3 separate regions of the Sus scrofa genome follow, and all the other regions are linked to region 1. A link is a contact called in public targeted proximity ligation data. All regions are on one chromosome and are shown on one strand. The core of a region is the stretch at or near the end of the contact, and the rest is flanking DNA. Distances in the headings are between cores, read along the strand shown. Region 1 overlaps EXTL2 (exostosin like glycosyltransferase 2). Region 2 overlaps CDC14A (dual specificity protein phosphatase CDC14A). Region 3 overlaps CDC14A (dual specificity protein phosphatase CDC14A).

Region 1 (2,655 bases), core at 64-2,563:
TAGGAAGCTACCGTCTACACTGGTTTGGGTGACTCCCACATTAAACCGTGCTGACACCAGCGCAGACATTATGAGTTCATAAAGGATATGGTAACATTACCTGCCAAACAGAGAAAGCAAAAACAAGGTCTTGGGCGCTAATTAGCATGTCATCGTCCACCATTAGCACCGCTGAAACGAAAGGAAAACATTTTAAATCAGTTTGGAAATGGAAACAAAACCAGGAAGACGCAGTGGTGGTGGTCTTGGCAGATCTTCAAGGGAAAGATTTTCTGAATGCAATCAGCACATTAGAAAGTGTGTTCTTGGAGTTCCCTCTGTAGCTCAGTGGTGAAAGAACCTGACTAGGATCCATGAGGATGTGGGTTCGATCCCTGGCCTTGCTCAGTGGGCGAACGATCTGGCATTGTGGTCAGCTGTGGCGTGGCCAGCAGCTGTAACTCCAATCCAACCCCTAGCCTGGGAACCTCCATGTGCTATGGGTGTGGCCCTAAAAAGAAAAAAAAAAAAAAAGTGTATTCTTGAAGAGATTTGTCTAGAAGAAAAATTTTTTTGCTTAAATCATAATTGATTTTATAATTTCCTGAGGGGAAATTATCATATAGGTAACATCTATTATCCTAGAAATTCATGAAATAAAACTAAAGATATTTTCTTTTCTTCTCTTTTTTTAGAGCCTCACCAGCAGCATATGGAGGTTCTCAGGCCAGGGTCAAATTGGAGCTGAAGCCACCAGCCTACGCTGCAGCCACTCGGGATCTGAGCCCTGTCTACAACCTCTACACCACCACTCACGGCAACGCCAGATTCTTAACCCACTGAGCAGGGCCAGGGATTGAACCCGCATTCTCATGGATACCAGTCAGATTTGTTTCTGCTGCATCACAATGGGAACTCCCCCAAGGATCTTTTAAATTACACCCTCATATAACTGCTATGAATGGGAGAAAAAGGAGGCGGCAAAAAATTCGGCTTCAGTTCAGTGGCATTTTACCACCTTCCGGTCATGCAATAACATGTAATCATGGCATATTTGCTTTCACAACATTAACCTCTTGTCACTGTTGCATGAGGACAGTCTTCCCAGGAGCTTAGAAGAAACTGTCCTTTCGGTTTTTCAAAATGCTTTCTTTCTTTTTTTTTTTTTTTTCTTTCTTTTGCTTTCTTAGGATTCAATCTCCCTGTGTTCTCCAGACAATGAGGACAAGGAGACAGCCCCAAAGCCACGCACCAGCCCCCAGGTCTGGCCAGCTGCAGCCCTGTCAGGCTAAGAACCCAGCTGCAACTCACCACTGGTTTCCAGTTCAGGAAAGACCTGCAGTCGATTTCTCATCCTGTTTGCTGTCTGCGGTTTGAAGATGACGGGGACAGGGTGAGGCCCTAGGGAATTCCACAGCTCATCCGGCCCCTTCTCCCCGACGTTGTTCCACACCACGATCACTTTGTGCAGGTTCGGTACTGCCTGGTAGTGATTTAAAAGTCTCAGCAGGAGGTCTGTCCTGTTGTACGTCTGCATTATGAGAGTGAAGGAATCCAGCGGGGACTTGCCCTGGGATTTGATCTCCCTTCGCAAAGCGAGCATCTTGTCTTCTTTGATATTAGGAAGCAAAGTGGTCAGAGCCCCAGCCACCAGCAGTAACACAAGGATGACCACCAGGGAGAAACGAAGCACTCGAATCCCCATCACTCTTCCAGGGACTTTGCAGATGTGGTAACACCTGGGGGAGAAACAGAAATTAAATGCGGAATCTTAGCATTCTTACTAGTTACCTCGTTTTGGTTTTAATTTTTTTTTGCCTTTTCTAGGGCTGCTCCCGCGGCATATGGAGGCTCCCAGCTAGGGATGGGATTGGAGCTGTAGCTGCCGGTATACACCACAGCCACAGGGATGTGGAATCTGAGCCTTGTCTGTGACCTACACCACAGCTCAAGGGCCACGCCAGATTCTTAACCCACTGAGTTGAGGCCAGGGATCACACCTGCACCTTCATGGATACTAGTCTGATTTGTTTCTGCTGAGCCACGACGGGAACTCCCTGCTTTTGCTTTTTTCAGGAGAGAGGTTAATCTTCCCTTAGTTGGTTCAAGTTTGGTTCTCCCTCTTTGATAAGGTGATTTGGCCTAAAGAGAAAACATACAGTGAATCTATCTTCCCTCTGAGCCTGCTTGCTGTGAAGGTGCAGCCAAAGACCAGCTACACGCAAACAGCAAGAATTTAGCAATGTCTATTAATGTTTGCTCGTATTTTACTACTCAAAATTTGGAACTGAGAGTGTTTTTCTTAAACACGATTATATTTCTCTTAGTAGTATACTAATCCTTTAAGCAGCTTTATTGCGATACCATTGATACTTAAGAATTATATATATTTAAGGTACACAACTTGATGTTCTGATATATATGTATATACACACACACACTTATATATATGTATGTACTTCAGAATTTTTTTTTTTTTTTTGGTCTTTTTGCCTTTTCTAGGGCTGCTCCCATGGCATATGGAGGTTCCCAGGCTGGGGGTCCAATTGGAGCTGCAGCCGCCGGCCTACGCCAGAGCCACAGCAACACGGGATCTGAGCTGTGTCTGCAACCCACACCACAGCTCACGGCAACGCCAGATCCTTAACCCACTGAGCAAGGCCAGGGATTGAACCC
Region 2 (2,655 bases), core at 90-2,589, 300 kb before region 1:
AGTAGTCTATAGTATTAATTATTGAAAAGCAGAAGTATCTTCTAAAATATAGCCTGTCAGGTCCTCTGCCAAGCTGTTGTGGAACTGTACACCCTTCACATTTGCACTGGTCAATTAGATAGAACTCTGGGAGCTGTGCTGTTACGGGTCCAGGAAAGTACCTGCAAGGTGGTCCAAAATCTTCTGCGAGGTATCAGTTTTTCCAACAGATTTCTTCAGGTCTTCTCAAAGAGCTTGAGAACTAAGAGCTGTCACTTTGAAATCTAACCACACATCAGTTCATTTGAAAAATGAAAACAAACCTTTTGCCCTAGGGAAAAACAGTGAAGATGAAAGAGCTTGTGTGTTCAAATTATGTCCTTGTAGATATAAGAGGAACTGCCTCCTCTCGAGTAGTGAAGTTTAGTGGTTATTGCTACCGTAGGACAATATTCCGCTTGTAAGACCCATGTACAGTCTGCCTTGGGTCAACTTCTGTTCTTTTTAGGGGAACTATCCTTACCACGTAAGATCGCGTGTAAACACCACTGATCCTTAAAGATGCTACTCTTAAGCAGTCATTAGTCATCAGAGAAGGTGAAGTTGTGTCTTTAGCTCCTTATTTTGGTTGTCTCCTAAACAAAACAAGGCGTTCCACTGTGTACCAGAAGGTCTGCCATATGCGATAATGTCCTGGTGTGGGCCATACAGAGCTGGCCTCCCAGGGCAGGACCGACCCCTAGTTGGGAGGAGGGCAGAGGGAGAGATGCAAGGAAACAGAGCTTTTGGGGATGACTCATCAGTGTGGCTCACGTTGATCTCCCCACCCAGACCTCGGCCCATGCAGTTTTAAGGACCTGCCTGCAGTACCCTTTCGGGGATCAGCTGGAGCTGAAAGTTCATGTAAAACCTACTTCAAAAGCTAATCAATTACTCCGACTTCTTTCTTTGAGCTATTTCCTCCTATCTGCCCTTTTTTTTTTTTTTCTCCATAAATCATTCCTTTATTTTGAGAAAAAAAATGCTTTCTGTGAAATAATCTTGTCAGTATGAGGCTATTTCCTGGAATATGAAGTTATTAGTGACTTGACCCCGTGCTTTTACACGCTGGCAAACCTGGGCCACTTCGTCACCAGGGGTTCCTGGATGGAAGTGGTTAGAGGTGGGCTTGGCTTCTGCAGGTCTGAGGACAGACAAACTGGTTCCTGCCTATTTGAGAGAGGGGTCACAGCAGAGGGCTTCCTTTTGTTTCTCTTGCCATGACACACGTGGAAAATGTGCTAATATTTGATCAGCACCCTGTGATCATAACTCACGGCCTTTGGCCACTGGCCCGGGGACTCTGGCTGACTGGTCCCCGCCCAGGCAGCTCTGTTCTGCTACACTAATTGGGAAGCTTGGTTCTACAGGAATAACAGTGCATAGGTCAACTTTTGTAATATGGAACCAAGAAGCTGCACCACACTCGGGCCTCAATTTGGTAACTTTTCAGTTAATTTATTGACCATACATTTATTGAGTAGTTCTTGTCTGCTTGGTATATTTGCTCAGCCAATATATTTGTTTTCAGATGGCTTCGTGTGATTTCATCTCTTCCTGTGTGGGATTAGAAGCTGTGTTCTTCCATCTGCTGTTGTAGATTCCCCATGTTCTTGTGCCTCATTCTATAGAAGTTATCATGTTTGACCCTTCTCACACACTTCCATTTTTATGCTTGTCAAATTAATTGTCTAGGACTTCCCACTATGTGCAGTGGGTTGGTTAAGAATCTGACTGCAGTGGCTTGGGTTGCTGTAGGCATAGTTTAAAACCCAGGCCTGGCCCAGTGGGCTAAAGTATCCAGCATTGCTGTAGCTGTGGTGCAGGTCACAGCTGCAGCTTGGATTCAGTCCCTGGCCTGGGAACTTCCATATGCCTTGAGTGGGGCCATAAAGTTTTAAAAAAATTGTCTACACAGAATTTCTCCCTGATCTATGACAGGCTGAGTGTGGGAAATTTTGCTCCTGTGACATTCTAGCAATTCATTAGTCATCATGGTTGCTTTCATCACGTAAAGGACGCACTTTTGGGAAAAGAGCATTGCTTTTCTAGGAGGTGATGTCACATTATCTTGGCCATGTTACCATGTAGCCCATCTGGAAACTGTTTGTGAGAACGTCCCGGTCGATTCTGGGTGCACACAACTGGGTCTTTCCCTAACCTTGGGCCTCTTCTGTCAAGTCTTCGCATCACTCTCAGAGTCTAGGTTTTAGAAACTAAGTCTGACTCTATCACTCCTCTGCTTTAAGTCCTCTATCCTGACTGAAAATGTGGAGGAAATGCAAACTCCAAATGTGACATCAAAGGCCCTTCTGGACATGGGTTTTGCCATCGTCCTCATTTTTGTCCTTGTCCCTTCCTTCCTCATATCCAAATCCTTGCAGCTTCCTGGGTGGCAGTGCTTCTTCGGGCTTTTGTGCCTCTGGACATGCTCTTTTTCCCCATCCTACCTGTGATCTTTTCTCCTCTGCCCACCGTGTTTGTGTCTTTAGGTGTCGAGGTCATCCTTAGCTCAGTGGGAGCTCTTCTCCCATGGTGGGGTGGGATGCTCTGCTTACATGCCTACGTCTTCCCTGCACTCTGGGTACTTGAGGCCCAGAACCATGTCTTCCTCATCTTTGTGTCCATAAGTAACCC
Region 3 (2,655 bases), core at 84-2,583, 270 kb before region 1:
CTGCTAGTCCTTGAACAGCAAAATATGTCCAGGTGTTGATTTCTATGCCTTGAAGACACCTTCCTCTTATGTCACCAGGAATAAAGAGAGATGTTTGTTAGCATCCTTGTGGGCTGAGGAATTTATGTTTTGGCAGATCAAGACCTCTCTTTTGTTATGGCCTGAAATTTTATATTTAATTTTTTTCTAGGATATAAATACAGCTATTTGCAAACAACCATCAAGTGTTTTTCTTCTATGTAAAATAAAGCTTATATTCTTAAGCTAAAAATACCATTCTGCACCCAAAGTGTGTCTTCTACCAAATATCCTCAAAGTTCTTAAAATGCTGCACAAACATGATTCTTTTATTACTGAGCCTTTTAACTGCATCCTTCTCAGGGAGAGCCTATAGAGATAGATGGATGGATTGGGCTGCTTTTAGGATTTGTTTCATTTGTTTTATTGACCATTGATTGGGTGATGCTCTGCTGACCTCTGGATCCTGTACCATTGAAGCTTTTGTTTTTGGAGGGGATCCTTGAGGGACAGCTATTAAGTTCCCATGGGGACTTTTGGCCAAAGAGATCCTGTCACCACAGAGATATGATGTTTGGTTTTTTGTTTTCTGTCTTTTTGTCTTTTTAGTGCCGCACCAGTGGCATATGGAGGTTCCTAGGCTACGGGTTGACTCAGAGCCGTAGCCACTGGCCTAGGCCACAGCCACAGCAACGTCAGCTCCAAGCCGCACCTGTGACCTACACCACACACAGCTTATGGCAACGCCAGATCCTTAACCCGCTGAGCTAGGTCAGGTATTGAACCTTCGTCCTCATGGATTCTAGTCAGATTTGTTTCCGCTGAGCATGCGGGAACTCTGTTGTTGTCGTTTTTATATTTAATTTCCTTCTGGGAGAGAGAGAATTCAAATAAAGGTTTCATCTGGATCTGGCAGGGAGTTCTGTCTTTACAAAGTAGAGCTTCCACTTTGAATGAAGTTAACTTTAAGGAAGCGATGTTGTGGCCAAACTCTTATCCTAAATCCATAAATCAGAGATTGCCCCATTTTGCTTTATTCCCGTAGATATTTTCATGACTTCCAATTAGTTGGATATTTTTCAGGGTCATAATTTAGCTGTAAGCCTTCAGTTGTCTGTAGTACTTCTCAAATATTAAAGTGTGTAACATTCCTTTGGGATCTTGTGGGATGCAGTTTCTGGTTCAGGGGTCTGGGGTGGGACCTGGGATTCTGTCTTTCTATCAGGCTCCCACGTGATGAGATGCCCCTGGTCCACCAACCACATTGTGTAGCAAGGATCTGTGGCTCATTTTTACTCACAGACATCAGCTTACACCACATTTGGTGCTTGTGCATTGGTCAGTTTTGCAATTGGATTGAGCAATATCAGAAATGAATAGCACAACCACTGCTTTTTATTTCAGGAAATCACCAAAAATAAGATGAAGAAAACCCGTTCAAGAAAATGGAAATGTGCTTAAAATGTCTAACAGCTTGAGTTTTCAATTATAATTGATTCCTATTGTTTTTATTTGTAGTATTTCTTTTAAGTTACATGGGCTAGGCAGGCCAAAGGATGTGGATTAATTTTTTTTTAAGTAATCTTTTTTTTAAGATTTAAGAACTTGTCTTTCTTAACATACAGAATTTAGAGTCTGAAATGTGGCCACCAGAAGAATTTAGAATAGTAATAGATGATACTGTGATTTGTTTATTAAAATAAGCTCATTGCATAGGTTTGAATTTGCACTGTTTGACAGCCACATTTCTGCAGAAACACTCAGTTATACTGCTTTTCAATATTTAGTGCCGCATCATTTGATCTATTTATTGACTCTCGGTTGGCATTGAATCTTTTGGCTAAGAAAAAGAAAATTCTAGTAGGAGTTTAAGTTAAAAGGATAAGGTATATGTAAGAATTTTTGGCAATGGTGGCATCAGAAATTTATCTCAAAATACTCAATTACTTAAGATAGAAAACGGAGTGTTTTTTGTTTGTTTCATTTCCTATGGAAAAGCATTCGAGTTGGAAAGAAGAATGTAAGCCGTAAAGCATTAGTTTACACAGTTTGTATCACGGCATGATTCCAGCGATCAAGCTCCCATTTATGGGGCTCTATCCCTAAATGAGAATTAGCTACATTGAATCTTTTTGAGAATTTCCTAATTTTTTTCTCTCCTGTGTTTCAGAAGAGAAAAAAATTAAGAACTTCCCCCTACACCCTCAGATATTCTTTCCAACCATCATCCTATTAAATCTTCCACGTGTACAACGCAACGGTAGAACTCCTTGAATTCTTGTCTCCTTCTCACCCCCTGAATCTTGGGTCCTGGTTTCTAGGCTGTCTTCCTTTGATATCAGGTTAGACCATTTCATTAGCCCAATTCTTTAAATCAGGAACGACTCTGCTTCCGTAATAGCCCTGGGGAGGTGGAGTAGGAGACACACAGGGCAGAGTGGGGCTCAAGTCACAGCTCCAGGTCGAGCTAGAGTTGGTTGGGCTTCTGTACAAAATGACCAAACGGTGGCTTTGGGAGGATACTGGGGTCAGGGTTGGGTCATACTAGAAAAATATGTGTCAAGGATGGAAGAAGTGATGAAGAGGGGGAGTTAGGGTGGTGTGGAGATGGGATTACTTACAGTCAAGGAAGTGAGG

The links.
Region 2: a targeted proximity ligation map of alveolar macrophages shows a contact between it and region 1. A contact is called at or near these places in 5 of 47 Hi-C or Micro-C datasets (embryonic fibroblasts, fetal liver, liver and 2 more) and 1 of 2 datasets of targeted methods (alveolar macrophages).
Region 3: a targeted proximity ligation map of alveolar macrophages shows a contact between it and region 1. A contact is called at or near these places in 1 of 5 promoter capture datasets (fetal skeletal muscle), 27 of 47 Hi-C or Micro-C datasets (adipocytes, adipose tissue, alveolar macrophages and 16 more) and 2 of 2 datasets of targeted methods (alveolar macrophages and skeletal muscle).

What each region holds. Positions count from the first base shown.
Region 1 is chr4:117,411,554-117,414,208 of Sscrofa11.1, reverse strand. It overlaps EXTL2 (exostosin like glycosyltransferase 2), which reads right to left. Exons shown (of 5, transcript NM_001243549.1): 3 at 1,291-1,718; 4 at 101-171. Among named protein-coding and RNA genes, the nearest start is that of EXTL2, 16 kb to the right of the region's middle.
Region 2 is chr4:117,714,550-117,717,204 of Sscrofa11.1, reverse strand. All of the region lies in intron 7 of CDC14A (dual specificity protein phosphatase CDC14A), which reads left to right. Among named protein-coding and RNA genes, the nearest start is that of CDC14A, 89 kb to the left of the region's middle.
Region 3 is chr4:117,679,274-117,681,928 of Sscrofa11.1, reverse strand. All of the region lies in intron 10 of CDC14A (dual specificity protein phosphatase CDC14A), which reads left to right. Among named protein-coding and RNA genes, the nearest start is that of GPR88, 57 kb to the right of the region's middle.